Linked DNA regions of Mus musculus: region 2 is linked to region 1. A link is a contact called in public promoter capture Hi-C data. All regions are on one chromosome and are shown on one strand. Each heading gives the region's core, a stretch centred on a gene start, on an enhancer-like site or on the middle of the called end of the contact. The rest is flanking DNA. Distances are from core to core; before and after follow the strand shown.

Region 1 (5,584 bases), core at 2,972-5,471:
GCTCCCAGGGACCCCAGCACCGGAAACAGGAAACTGCAGCTTTCCTGTCCTCTAATGAAGATCATGGCCACCCTGTCGCCCCCAGTATCCCCTGCCAAGGGGGCTCGGTCTCTAATCCCCCAGTCCCTGGTTGTTCACATGTCGGATGGGGATGCTTTCAATTTCCCTTTCCTGGTGGGTGGAAGATCCCGGGTGTGTGGGCACAGATGAGGAATGGCAGGCATTCCCCACCAGGCCGGCTGCTCCCAGCCCACCTCCCAGCCGGCCTCTTTCCCTCCCCACTCTCTCTTCACCCCACGCTTTATCTCCCTGGGGAGTGAGCTTCGTGTTCAATCCTATGCCAGTCAAGAAATGGGTGCCTCCTAGGTTGGGGGCCCTGAAAACCCTGATGTAGACCTAGGTCCACCTCCCATCTCTGGAAATCAGTGGGAATCAGATCTAAGCACTTAGAGACTTGGAACTCGGGAAGGTGGGTCAGGTGTGCGTGCTGCCATATTGAGCAGGAGTGTCCCAGCCACCCACGCTGGCCTGTGTCCATTTCCTCTGTAGAAAGCAAGCCAAGCTGATTCCTTGGTGTGGTAGAGTTGGTACCTAAGAGCAGAGCTAGGTGAACTAAGTGGGCATGGAGTATGAGGATGTATGATTTGAGCAGGGCCAGGGAGCAGAGGACGCCCACCTCTTACCACTACTTCTCAAGGGACACCTGAGACTCGCAGAGGATTGGACTTTTTCACCATGCGCCTTTGAAGAAGACAGTTAAAAACTGCAAGCTTTGCTCTTTAAGGAGAGCTGGGCCCATGTGTCATCCTTGTCCGGGAGGGCAGCAGGAACCTGGGGAAAGTCCAGACACAGAGGACCAGCCTCTACCAGTCCTAACCTTCCACATCAGCACCCCAACCCTAGCTAGACCCCATGGAGAGGGGATCCTGATATCAGGTACCTGGCAAGACCTGTCCACGCCTGAGACGTTGAAAATAAGAAAATGAACAGGAATTCCTTCCCCCATCACCTTGGGACAGACAAGCACTCTTCCTGTGAGTGACATTAATAGCCCCCTCAGATGAAAAGAACATGACACCTGTCCCTTGTCTCAGGGACTCCCGGTCCCAGGTCCAAAGCTACCCGCATTTCCCATTATTATCGATTCAACTACAGTTGCCTGAGCTACTGACAATCCTCGTAGCTTGATCAAATCTTAATTTGATTGAGAAGCACTGCTGTAGGAGACGAGATCTAAGGAAGACCTGTGAGTACTCAAGAGTCAGGAGCCACTAGCCGGGGCAGCAGAGCCCGTTGCACCTGCAGAGGGTAGTGATCTTGATTAAGTAGTGCTGTGTAGACACCACACTCCCCAAGGCTGTAACCCCTGGTCTGTGGCAGACTTGGTCTCCCATCTCTGCCCTTCCATGTGCACTTGCACTGTGCCCTTCATGAACTGTCCCTGTCACAATAGTATTAGTGTTCCTGGTCGGTGTGACTTGGTCTTAAAAGATGACAACCATAGAAAGGGGCCAGGACCATGAGCTGAGGTCTGTTTTGCTGAGACTAGCATGTAAGACCAACTAACATTGCACCAAGGTGCCATTTCACACCTGCAAGACACCCTTCATGTACTGGTTTGTTCCTGGTGATGCACCCTCACCCCCCATAGGTGAATTCCAATGTACTCCACCTCTACCTCCTGTCTGCCTCTCATTCTTTCTCTTTCTCTGACCCTGGCCCTGAGGCCACCCCAAAAGCAGGCGGCTTCTGACAGCAGGCAAGCTGCTAGGGTCCTTTGTCCTCTTGGGATAGAGGGAGGGGCAGGATGGTAGGTTCCTGGGCTTGAGGCACCTGTTCCCTTGAGCCACACTGCCCAGCTGCCCAGGAAGGGAGAGGGGCTCCAGAGCAGCTGAATCACTGGTACAGCTGTCTTCACACTGGCATTGTGACTGGCTCCTCCCAGTGTGACCTGGTGGTGCCTGGTCCCCCCATCTATTTTGCACATTTCACCTGCTGCCTGGCCACGTTTATATTCTCTCTTCTCTAGTAGGAATATTCATTACTCCCATCAGGGTGGCCCTGACTTGTTGAGGCTTTTCAGTACCAAATTTATGGTCATATCCTATGAGAAGCAGAGGTTGGGAAGCGCACCTCCTGTGATATGTGAGCCTACTGAAGACAGCCTAAGCATTCAGATGTTCTCTCAGCTCAGGTGCATGGGAAAGGCTGGCCTCAGCCACCGACTGGCATCAACTGGCTTGTTCCTGACTTCCGTTAGCTTGCTTTGTCACGCTCTCTGGGCTCACCTAAATAAGGTGACTCTTGTGGTCCTAGGTCACCAGCTATGTCTGTCCACCCGAGTGTCCAGAGGCGTTGAATCTCTTGGCTGTTTGTCTGTATCACAGCAGGCTGTCAGAACTCCTGGCTGGTACAGTGGGCACTGCATGGTATGGTAGGAAAGTCTTGCCCAACAATGAGGCCAACAACACGTCCTCATGGCTTTGTAGTCAAGGAAGTTGCCCCATTTTCTCACTCCCAAGAGACCTGCTTGTAGAGTTACCTCACCTCCACCCCTCATCTGTGTCAAGAAGAACATTTACTCTTGCCTGCCCCCCACCTCAAAAGTGGCTCTTCCCTGCGCCTGTCCAAGATAGGATGGCCTTTCATGGGGGAAAGGTAGCCTTGATGATGGTTACACACAAATGCCAAAACTTTTCAAACACAGCCTGCTCTGCGTGGCCAGTCGTCTGAGTAGTCACACCATACTCCTTTTCAGTTGTGTTAGGTAGGAGCGGCTGGGACCATCTTTCTAAAGCGTGCTTTTTCCATTTGTTCTTTTAATGGGAGAACCATTCCCTTTGTGTTTCCTCACGGTGTAAAGGAACCCTTAGCCAGGATCTTTCTTTTTTGTCTCCTGCCAGTGGCACTGTGACATAGTAGAGAAGGTGTTGACAAACATGGATACTCATAGCCCTTTCCAGACCATCACTCCCTGGCTGTGGCCCTGCCTTCCCCTGTTGGTTTGGTTTGATTTGGTCTTTAGTGTATACAGTCGGATTCCAGCCCTGCTGACCTCGTGCTGAGGCTCCGCAGCAGGACAGGGAGCACCGGCAATCACAGCCTAACATCTGGGTCTGGGGAGAGCTCTCAGTACTGTCTGTGCCCCACGCCATCCCACCTGTACAAGCCCCAAAGCCTCAGAGCCTTATGAGACTGGCACATAGTAGGTGTGTCGCACATGTGTTTGAGTACGTAGTGACTGGGACACACCCCCACATGAGAAGCCTGTTTCCAACCAGGCTGTGCCCAACAGGTTCAGCAGCATATTCCCAAGCCTCAACATGGCGGTGAAGCGGCGGGAGCAGGCCTTGCAGGACTACGGGAGGCTGCAGGCCAAGGTGGAGAAGTACGAGGAAAAGGAGAAGACTGGCCCCGTGCTGGCCAAGCTCCACCAGGTACAGGGGAGACGCAATAGGCTAAATGGAACAACCATTGCCACGGGGTCCTCCTTTCAGGACCTGCGGAACCAGGATACTAGCTATTTCCACCCACCCTGCCCCCTTCAGTGACAGCCCTGACTCCAAGGTCTTGTTCCCCAGGCCCGAGAAGAGCTACGTCCTGTGCGGGAAGACTTTGAGGCCAAGAATAAACAACTCCTGGATGAGATGCCGCGGTTCTATGGCAGCCGACTTGACTATTTCCAACCCAGCTTTGAGTCCCTGATCCGGGCACAGGTGAGACAAGGCTTTTCCCTTGGGGAATCATCTTTGTAGGAACCCAGTTCCCGTTAGACATAGCCATGCTCTGCACAGACAGCAACACCTCCCTGCACCAGGCTCTATGAAAGTTCATGTGTTGTCCTAGTCAGCCCTGGTGCCTGGCACTGATACTGTACTGGAACTTCTGTTGGGTATCCTCCATTGGCAATCCACTCAGTCCCAACCCTATGATAGACAGGGTTCCTTTTTGTTTAACTCTTCGCCCCTTGAGTTCTTCCTCCCTTGCTTAATTAAGCAAGCAAGAAAAGCCCTGATTGCATCTTTAGCTACCACTTTGACTGAGCAGATCCTTTGAGAGGCCAGTAGTGACTGCTTGTGAGCCCAATAGGAGAGTTCCATTAGCCAGAGACCACAGGAGTCTTAACTTTCAGTTTCCTAGGGAGGGGTCCTGAATAGGCTCTGAAATGCTGGCCACTAGATATGAAGTGCCCCCTCGTGGAGAACAAATGGGAGTGCAGACCAGTATGGGGGTGGCAGCCAGAAAGAGGGTAAAACCCAGTCGGAGCCCAGTGTCTCCTGCTGCTGGGTCCAATTGGGATGGCATGCAGCAGGCTCCTGCCCTCCTCTCGCTGTTCATCTTCAGGCTTGTTCTCACCACTGGCAAGGTGGGAGAGGCAGTGGTACTGGAGCCAGGAGCAGGGCTTCTGCACACAGACCTCCTCACTGATCGCGGGTATTGGCTTCCATCTCTGGACTCCAACACTCTCTGGCCACCAAGCTAAGGCTTCTTGTCCACAAATTCTGCCTGCCCTGCTTCTTGTCTTAGCTGCACCTCTGCTGCCCTCCAGTGGACATCATCATTCCCTGTTGCTTTCCTAGCCACAGGGGCCATGGTAAAGCCTGATTCCCACTTCCCAGCCTTCATTTGGAATGATACCCAAAGCCATGGCGTAGAATGCCCATCAAGAAGCCCAGGCAAGGTTTGGACTGGAGCCTGGACTTGCTAGTGACACGTTTTCAGTCCGGTGCTCTCTAGGGAGTGAGACAGACAACAGAAGCGGGAGGATGCTCTCCTGTAGTCCCTGCAGGTGAGGGCTGCCTTCCAGCTGCTGCACCCTCTGTTTGGATGAGGCCTGGATTTACAGGAGATCTTGGCCTGCTCTCTTTTGCTGACACCTGCCTCTGCTTCTAGTGAGCTGCATACACCATCCCCACCCCCAGATCCTTAGAGGAAGCTGCAGGGTGCCCAGGCTATGGGGTACCCCGTAACCAAGCAGCAGGGTAGCCAGGGTTGTTTACCACCTCTCCCTGTGCCAGCCTCCTTCTCACCCGGCTGCTGCTGCTATTAGTCACTAGAGAAGTGCGCATTCCAGATGACTCAACAGGCATTGTGTCTTAGGCAGGGATTGGGGGCGGGGGTACCTGGCCCGCTACAACTTAGCTGGGGATTCTAAAGAGACTTCCTAGGATACCATGTCCCACTGGCCCTTGCTGCACAGCCACCCTCCCAGTCCCCATCGTCTGGTTTCTTAGATGGAAGGAGAATCCTAGAGACATCTCAAAGTTGAGGTGCTTGAAGAATGGGGACACTTTGATGAGATGTGATGTCACATCAGGAAGTGGAAGCTGAGGCAGAAATGGCCTCTAGCCTCTGTGGAAAAGTCGCCATCTATCACATAGAGAAACCCCTCCACTCTTGGACCTGCCTCCCACCTCTCACCCAGTCACTCTCACCACATCAGTGCTGCTTTTCTTCCAGGCAACTTAACCTAGATGTGATAACTAGCAAAACTGGGAAGGGGTGGGATCTGGGGAGCTGACACCTCCCTTAACTGGACTTCTAGGGCCAGCTCTCAAGACTTGGGGAGCCAATGTCTGCTGGG
Region 2 (6,120 bases), core at 111-2,610, 72 kb after region 1:
GAAGCGAGCTGCTCCACAAGAGCCAGGACACAGGGCAGGAGTGATTAACCGAATGGTCCCTGAGTGCCAGAGCCCGGGTGGGGCCGGAATTAGATACGCAGCCCTCGGCCTTGGAGAGGCAGGAGACAGGCCCGGAGGCAGACAGGCTGGGACCGAGATAAGTCACGGTGGCCCAGGAACAAGGCAACACCCGCTTGGGGAGAGAGAGTTCATGCTTGTTAGACCTAAGCGCACTGACCAGGCGTTTGCAAACACTCGTGTACTGGCAAACGTGAGGATGCTCACACACACGTGCAAAGTTTGGGGGAGGGAATCGACCGGCTCCCTGGACGTGCCACAGCATTGAAGAGGATAAGGGTGGGGCCCTTTGGGCGGGGATGAGGTTAAGAGGGTCTTGGTGTTCCCATTCACCGTATTTGTTTTGATCCTGCTTTTCCGCTGTTCCTACAGTGCTGACTGCTGACGCAGATCTGAAGGACACCGCCCACTGGCTCCCCATTCTCTCTGGCCCTCCCTCCTCCCCTCCTCGTCCAGTCTTCTGCTGGTAGGTGCCAGGGCAAATGTTTACTGACAATGGAAACCCTGGAGTACTCCTAGCCTAGGATTCACTGCGAACCCAAGTCCCCAACAAATCAACCGGTAAAAAAAACGGTTTCTGGTCCACTGCTGAGTATGGTAAATGACACCTACTGCCTTTTAATTGGTGCCTGAGCCACCTGGAGTTAGTGTTTCCCAGGACATCACAGCCCCTAGCACGCTCACCTCTTATTAGCTTCACATTTTCCCAGTTGTGGGGGAAGAACTGTTTGTGGTGCCCGCAAACAAAACCCACCCCCACCTCCCGGGAAACTTAGGTCAAGGACAGCTCAAGAGATGAGCGTGCCAGAGCTCCCATGAGTGGGGAGTCTTCAGGAAGCAGTTTCATAGGCTTCCAGAGATGTAAACCTGCTAACAGGGCTCTGATTCGCATACGTGAGGTGTTTTTAACGGATGTAGGTATTACACAGTACACGGTGTTTGTGGGAGGGGCGGAGGTAGGAAAGCTGAAGGGAGAGAGATGGAGGAGTGGAGGAGCTCTGAGACCCTCTTTGAGGTCAGGCAGCTGTACACAGCCTCTCTGCCACTTGATTATCCACCCATTCCAGGGAAGCAGCCTCCCCCTCCCCCAGGGGATTAAAAGTACTACCCATGTCCCTCTTTAAAGTTTTCCCACCTGTTAGGGTCCTTGGGACTAAGAAGGGCTACATCACTTTCATTGTCTTCTTTGTTGTTCAAAGACGAAGCTGAAGATCTTCCCACTCCAAGAATCCTGGCCATCCCCCTTCACCAGCAGTGAACTTCTTAGGCTCTAAGGCTCTGACCTGGACTCCAAGATAAATATTTAATGTAGAGGGTGCCGCTGAGCTGCCGAAGGTCCCAACTTCCTGTTTCTCACAAGAGAAGGCACAGTGTGGGCAAGGGAGCTGAGGACTGGCTACCAGTCCCATCTCTATGGGGATGGGGAGTCTAGTAAACAGTCTTGGAGGATGTAGGTTGGGAGGAACGGGGAGGGTGGCAATGGAGGGCTGAACTGCTGCAGCTCTGCTTTGTCAGTCAGGCCGGGGCTGGCTCGCCACCTCTCAGGTTGGAGCTCACTGTGTTCACAAGTATTCGGATGGCTTTACAAAACACGGAGGCACGAGGCGCTAGGACCGCAGGGCAGGTAAGTCCAAGGAAACTTAAATAATCTCCTGCCCTCTTTTCTGCCCAGATTTAGGGAGAATTCTTCCTCTTTTAAGAAGATTAGGGAGAAAAATGTAGCAAGAATTCAGAGACTGGACTTAGAGAGCCAGGTGTCTGGTTTCCTGACCCCTCCCCCTAGCTGTAGCTGGCTGCTGCCTGCCTGCCTCACCCTGAGTAGCTTCCAGTGGCACATTAGAGCCAGGTAACATTGTCCCAGATAGTGCAGCCCTGGTCAGTATGCCATGCTCTGTCTCCTGCACACCCTTCTGCTCAAGAGGGACCTCCTTCCCTAGTAGTCGGCTGCCTGCACCCCTCCAGCATGGCCTTGGGTCAAGGACTGCCATGGTTGCCACAGCCACCTGAGCCCATGTAAACACAGTTACGTAACTGCTCTGTTTTTTCTAGCTATCTGATCCCAGTCACCAGGAGCCCCACCCAGCCCCAGGCAGCCAATTCTGTCCTATGCACATTCCCCCACCCCTCAGCCCCATAGTCCTCTTGTCCTCCGCCACCAACTCAAAGTACCATTAGTCAAGTGACTACCAATTAGTCTCAATCACAATTAGTGTCCAGGACAGTCTAGCATTTGGATGAGACACTGACATCTCTGCTGCAGGCCTGACCTTCCTGTTCGGTAGAAAGGCACCGGCTAGTTCCTTCCCTAGGACAAACTTCAGTACATTCTTGAGGTAGGCTTTCATGTCCTTTTTGGTTTGTGCTCTTAGAAGAGTGTTCTCTTTCTACAGATCAGAAGGGAGTAGCCAAGAACACACGGACTCTTCTAGAGTCCGTAACCAACCCAGCAGTGAGGAGCTGAAGCCAAGTCACCATAGATATACTAGCACAGATCTCGACTCTGTTTCATCCCTGGGGCCATCTCCTGATTCCAGGTCTGGCAGTACTGCCAACTAAGCTCTATCAATGGGCCCACCTATGCCAATCACTCATGAGAACAGGGGCAAGCAAGGGAGGGAAGTGAAATGACCCACTTTGGGGCTCCAAGGGCCCTCTTACACACTGGTCTATCTGGAAGTCTGAGGTTTTTTTTTGGGGGGGGGGAGGGGGTTAGTCACTGCAAAGTGAAGGAACTCTAAGGGAAGCAACAACAATAAAAAAACACAGGGCAGGTCAAGGCAGGTCAATGTCAGACCTGGAAGCAAGGACAGGTATGTAAAACCCCACAAGAACAAGAGCCTGGAGATTTCAGGCCTGCTTTGAGCAAATATTTTCATAGCACACATATCATGGGCATCTCATGTTTCCTGGCATCTAAACCCCAAAGGCAGTGAAAAGAATCAGTTCCTGCCCAGTTTATCCAGTCTGTCCTCCAGGAGGCCTGGACACTGACTGACATCACATCCACCATGCGTCCCTTTTCGTGGATAAACAAACAGATGCCATGGCCAGACAGGAATGCCTGAGAAGGACCAACCTAGACAGGCTTCCTTTGGTTCTTACAAAAGGATGGAAGGAGCAAGTAGGTGACAGGTCTCGAGAAAGCAGACTTTGCAGAGTGATGCCCTCAGAGGGAATGGAAGTCAAGTCAGCCACAGACAAGGGCAAAGAACCAGGGCCTGGAAAATTGGGTCGGCCTCAGCCTTCCATCCCAGCTCAGGGAAACTGAGATAAGGGAGTCAGAGAGCTGACTGGCCGGCCAGAGGGTACCATGATAGAGTGCTGCTATCCAAACAAAGGCTAGCCTGTCTTCTGGCCTCCTTGAGTTCTATGATAAACTGTCTGTCTCCACTGTATTAGCAGTAAGACTCAATTTACCTCTAAGTGACCAATGCACTATCAAGAGTAAGCTTTGCAAATAAAATCTTAAGAGTTGTGATCTTTTAAAAAGTGAAGAGGAGGAAGCAGAAGAGGAGGAAGAGGAGGAGGAGGAGGAAGAGGAGGAAGAGGAGGAGGAGGAGGAAGAGGAGGAGGAGGAAGAAGAAGAAGAAGAAGAAGAAGAAGAAGAAGAAGAAGAAGAAGAAGAAGAAGAAGAGGAGGAGGAGGAGGAGGAGGAGGAGGAGGAGGAGGAAGGAGTGAAGCCATCTAATTACCCAGAGCAGACAACAAAGTAGGGATTAGATCTCAATCTAGCAGGGGTCAGTGTGACTCAGTGTCTCATCCTTCTTTCCTAGGCTCTGAAACAGCTTCCCACGACTCTGTAAATAAGGGCAAACATTACCTCATCTCACTGGGGCTTTAGCTAAGGGATAAGGCCACTGTTAACTCAGGATGTCACTGGGGTAACAACATAAAATGCTCACTTGGCTTTTGTGCAGTTAAAAAATCCGGGCTCATTTTTCTGGTCTTAAAATTGCACACTGTGGCTGTATTTGATGTCAATGTTGCTATTTGGATGCAGCAGACCTGGATTTAGCCTTTCCACCTCTGTTGCCATAATCTTTCCAAGTCCCTGTCCAGGGCCTCAGCCTTTCCCTGTCTCCACCCCCAAGCTGTGCAGCCATGCTTATCTGCTCTTGTGAATTCCCAGCCCCCTGGGATCTGTTTGCTTTGCAGAGGACTCCAAGGCTGTTCTGGTACTGCTAAGCTTAGGAGTACAGCTTTTCATCAACTCCCTTTGAGCTTCTGACTTTTCCCAGATCATATGAAAACTTAGTAAATGACTATCGTAAAATGTATTTTTGTGCTTTGTAAAGACTGTTTTCTGGGTTATCATCCTTCTACTCCTTCAAGGAGGGGCCTCTGCTGGAAAGGCCGCAGAGGGTCTAGGGCAGGAGATCGTGGTGGGCATAATTTCAGGAAGAGGTAAGAGGCAAAGGAAACAGGGTTTGCAGGAGGGTGGGTGGGCAGGCGGGCGAGGGTTGGGAAGCAGAAACTCATCAGAGGCCATCTGAGCTTTAACCAAGGCTGAGGGATCCTCTCTTGTGAAGGGACTTACTGGCATTGTCAGAAATCAGACCAGACATCAGAAACTAGGCTTTCCCTCACCGCTGGAATTACTAACTGGGTCAGAGCCTAAAGATCAGTCCCTCTACTAAGAATTCAAGGAAATAAAGACACAGGGAGTCAATGAAGTTATCCTTCACTTATAAGAGCATTTGCTTCTTTTAATCTTAAGAGGACTTCTAGTGTATAGTAAGAAAGTTCTTATAAAACTTATTCACAAAGACTAATGTCTCCTGTTGAGAGGTAACATTTCTAGGATTGTCTTTAACATAGCAGAAAGCAGGAGAACGCAGGTAACCTCTAAGTACGAGCGAATAGGCCATCATTCAAGGGAGCCACCATCTACATCGGCATGTCTGACTGCTTCATCATCTACGAAGTGACACAGAGAGCCAATCCTCTAGGAAGGGTCGGGTGATGGGGAAAAGAGCTCTGGCTTAGGATGCTGGGAGGAATGAACATAAGGGGCTCCTGATGGCATCTTTGCAAAGGCTCCGGGACAGACAAAAACACATTTCCCTTTTCTCTTGTTTTAAACACAGGCTTTCATTATGTAGCCCTGATTAGCCTGCCATTTACTGTGACACCAGGCAACCCTCAAATTTGCAGTGGTTCTTTTGCTTCGTCATGTGCCCAGCCCAGATCACATCTTTATCACCCCAAACCATAGGTTCTGGCTACCTACATCTAGTCATGTGCACTTCACTTTGATACGCTCCCCCTCCCCCCAAACCAGAAAGACAGGGAGGGTACTTGGAGAACTGTGAAAGGGGGTAAAGGGAATGTGGGCAGGGACTTACAGGCAGGCAGTGTGCTTGGCTCTACTTCAGAGCTGCACAGAGGGATGGTCCATGTCCACGTCCCTGCTGCTTGATCTGAAACCACCTAGACTTGGCATGAAATTGTTGACGATGCATAACCCTGGCTCAAACAAAGGTGTTATTTAGCACGTCTTGCCACAGTTGCTGAGGCGTGAGGCCAAGGCCTCCCAGGAGGGAATATGCTCCCAGTATCATCTTTACCTTTGTGACTGCATAGATGAAGGCCGTTAACACTGACCCCATTCACTCTGGCTGGCTAGATAGAGGCAGGACAGCTCCCAAGTCCCAATGTCATGTAGTTTCCCTCTCTCAAACTGCCAATGGCACAGAGCCCTATTGTTAGCACAGCGCATTGCTGGCATCCAGATGAGAGCGCTGCTCCTGTCCTTCGGCAAACTGGCTTTCTTCTCTACACTCATCTGCTCTTTCTTACGGCTTCCCTATGAGCTTCTGATCATGGCAAGAACTGAAAGAGATTCCTCTGTGTGACCCAAACCCTCTTCAGTGTCTTGCTGTCTTGGCTGCTCTTTACACTGATCTAACAGGCTACAGGAAAGACAGGACGGGTGTCAGATAAGGTAAAACCACACAATCTAGCACACTGGAGCCTCATACCCAACCCTGAGTTCTAGGTCCACTCCTGCTATGGAATTCTTTTCTGCCTGGGTAGGGAAAA

Evidence for each region. Promoter capture Hi-C pulls out the DNA fragments that hold promoters and counts their contacts.
Region 2: a contact with region 1 is called in a promoter capture Hi-C map of trophoblast stem cells, with 2.3 times the contacts expected there. The contact joins the promoter of Sorbs3 here to the enhancer-like site in region 1. A contact is called at or near these places in 5 of 39 promoter capture datasets (embryonic stem cells, macrophages and trophoblast stem cells), 3 of 484 Hi-C or Micro-C datasets (B cells, CD4 T cells and embryonic stem cells), 2 of 115 datasets of contacts at active chromatin or transcription factors (embryonic stem cells and pancreatic cancer cells) and 3 of 9 other capture datasets (adipose tissue, liver and pancreatic islet).

The regions. Positions count from the first base shown.
Region 1 is chr14:70,131,155-70,136,738 of GRCm38.p6, forward strand. It overlaps Bin3 (bridging integrator 3), which reads left to right. Exons shown (of 9, transcript NM_021328.4): 7 at 3,296-3,437; 8 at 3,582-3,716. Among named protein-coding and RNA genes, the nearest start is that of Ccar2, 20 kb to the right of the region's middle. Within about 2 kb of position 4,222, at least 75 of the 459 cell types and tissues checked have an H3K27ac peak or open chromatin away from gene starts, as enhancers often do. A contact at or near this core is called in pancreatic cancer cells and trophoblast stem cells, where this site is marked.
Region 2 is chr14:70,206,311-70,212,430 of GRCm38.p6, forward strand. Sorbs3 (sorbin and SH3 domain containing 3) reads right to left here and starts at 1,361. Exons shown (of 21, transcript NM_011366.3): 1 at 1,214-1,361. The coding sequence starts at 1,317. Gm26908 (a long non-coding RNA gene) reads left to right here. Exons shown (of 5, transcript XR_874791.3): 2 at 1-544; 3 at 1,278-1,702; 4 at 2,469-2,612.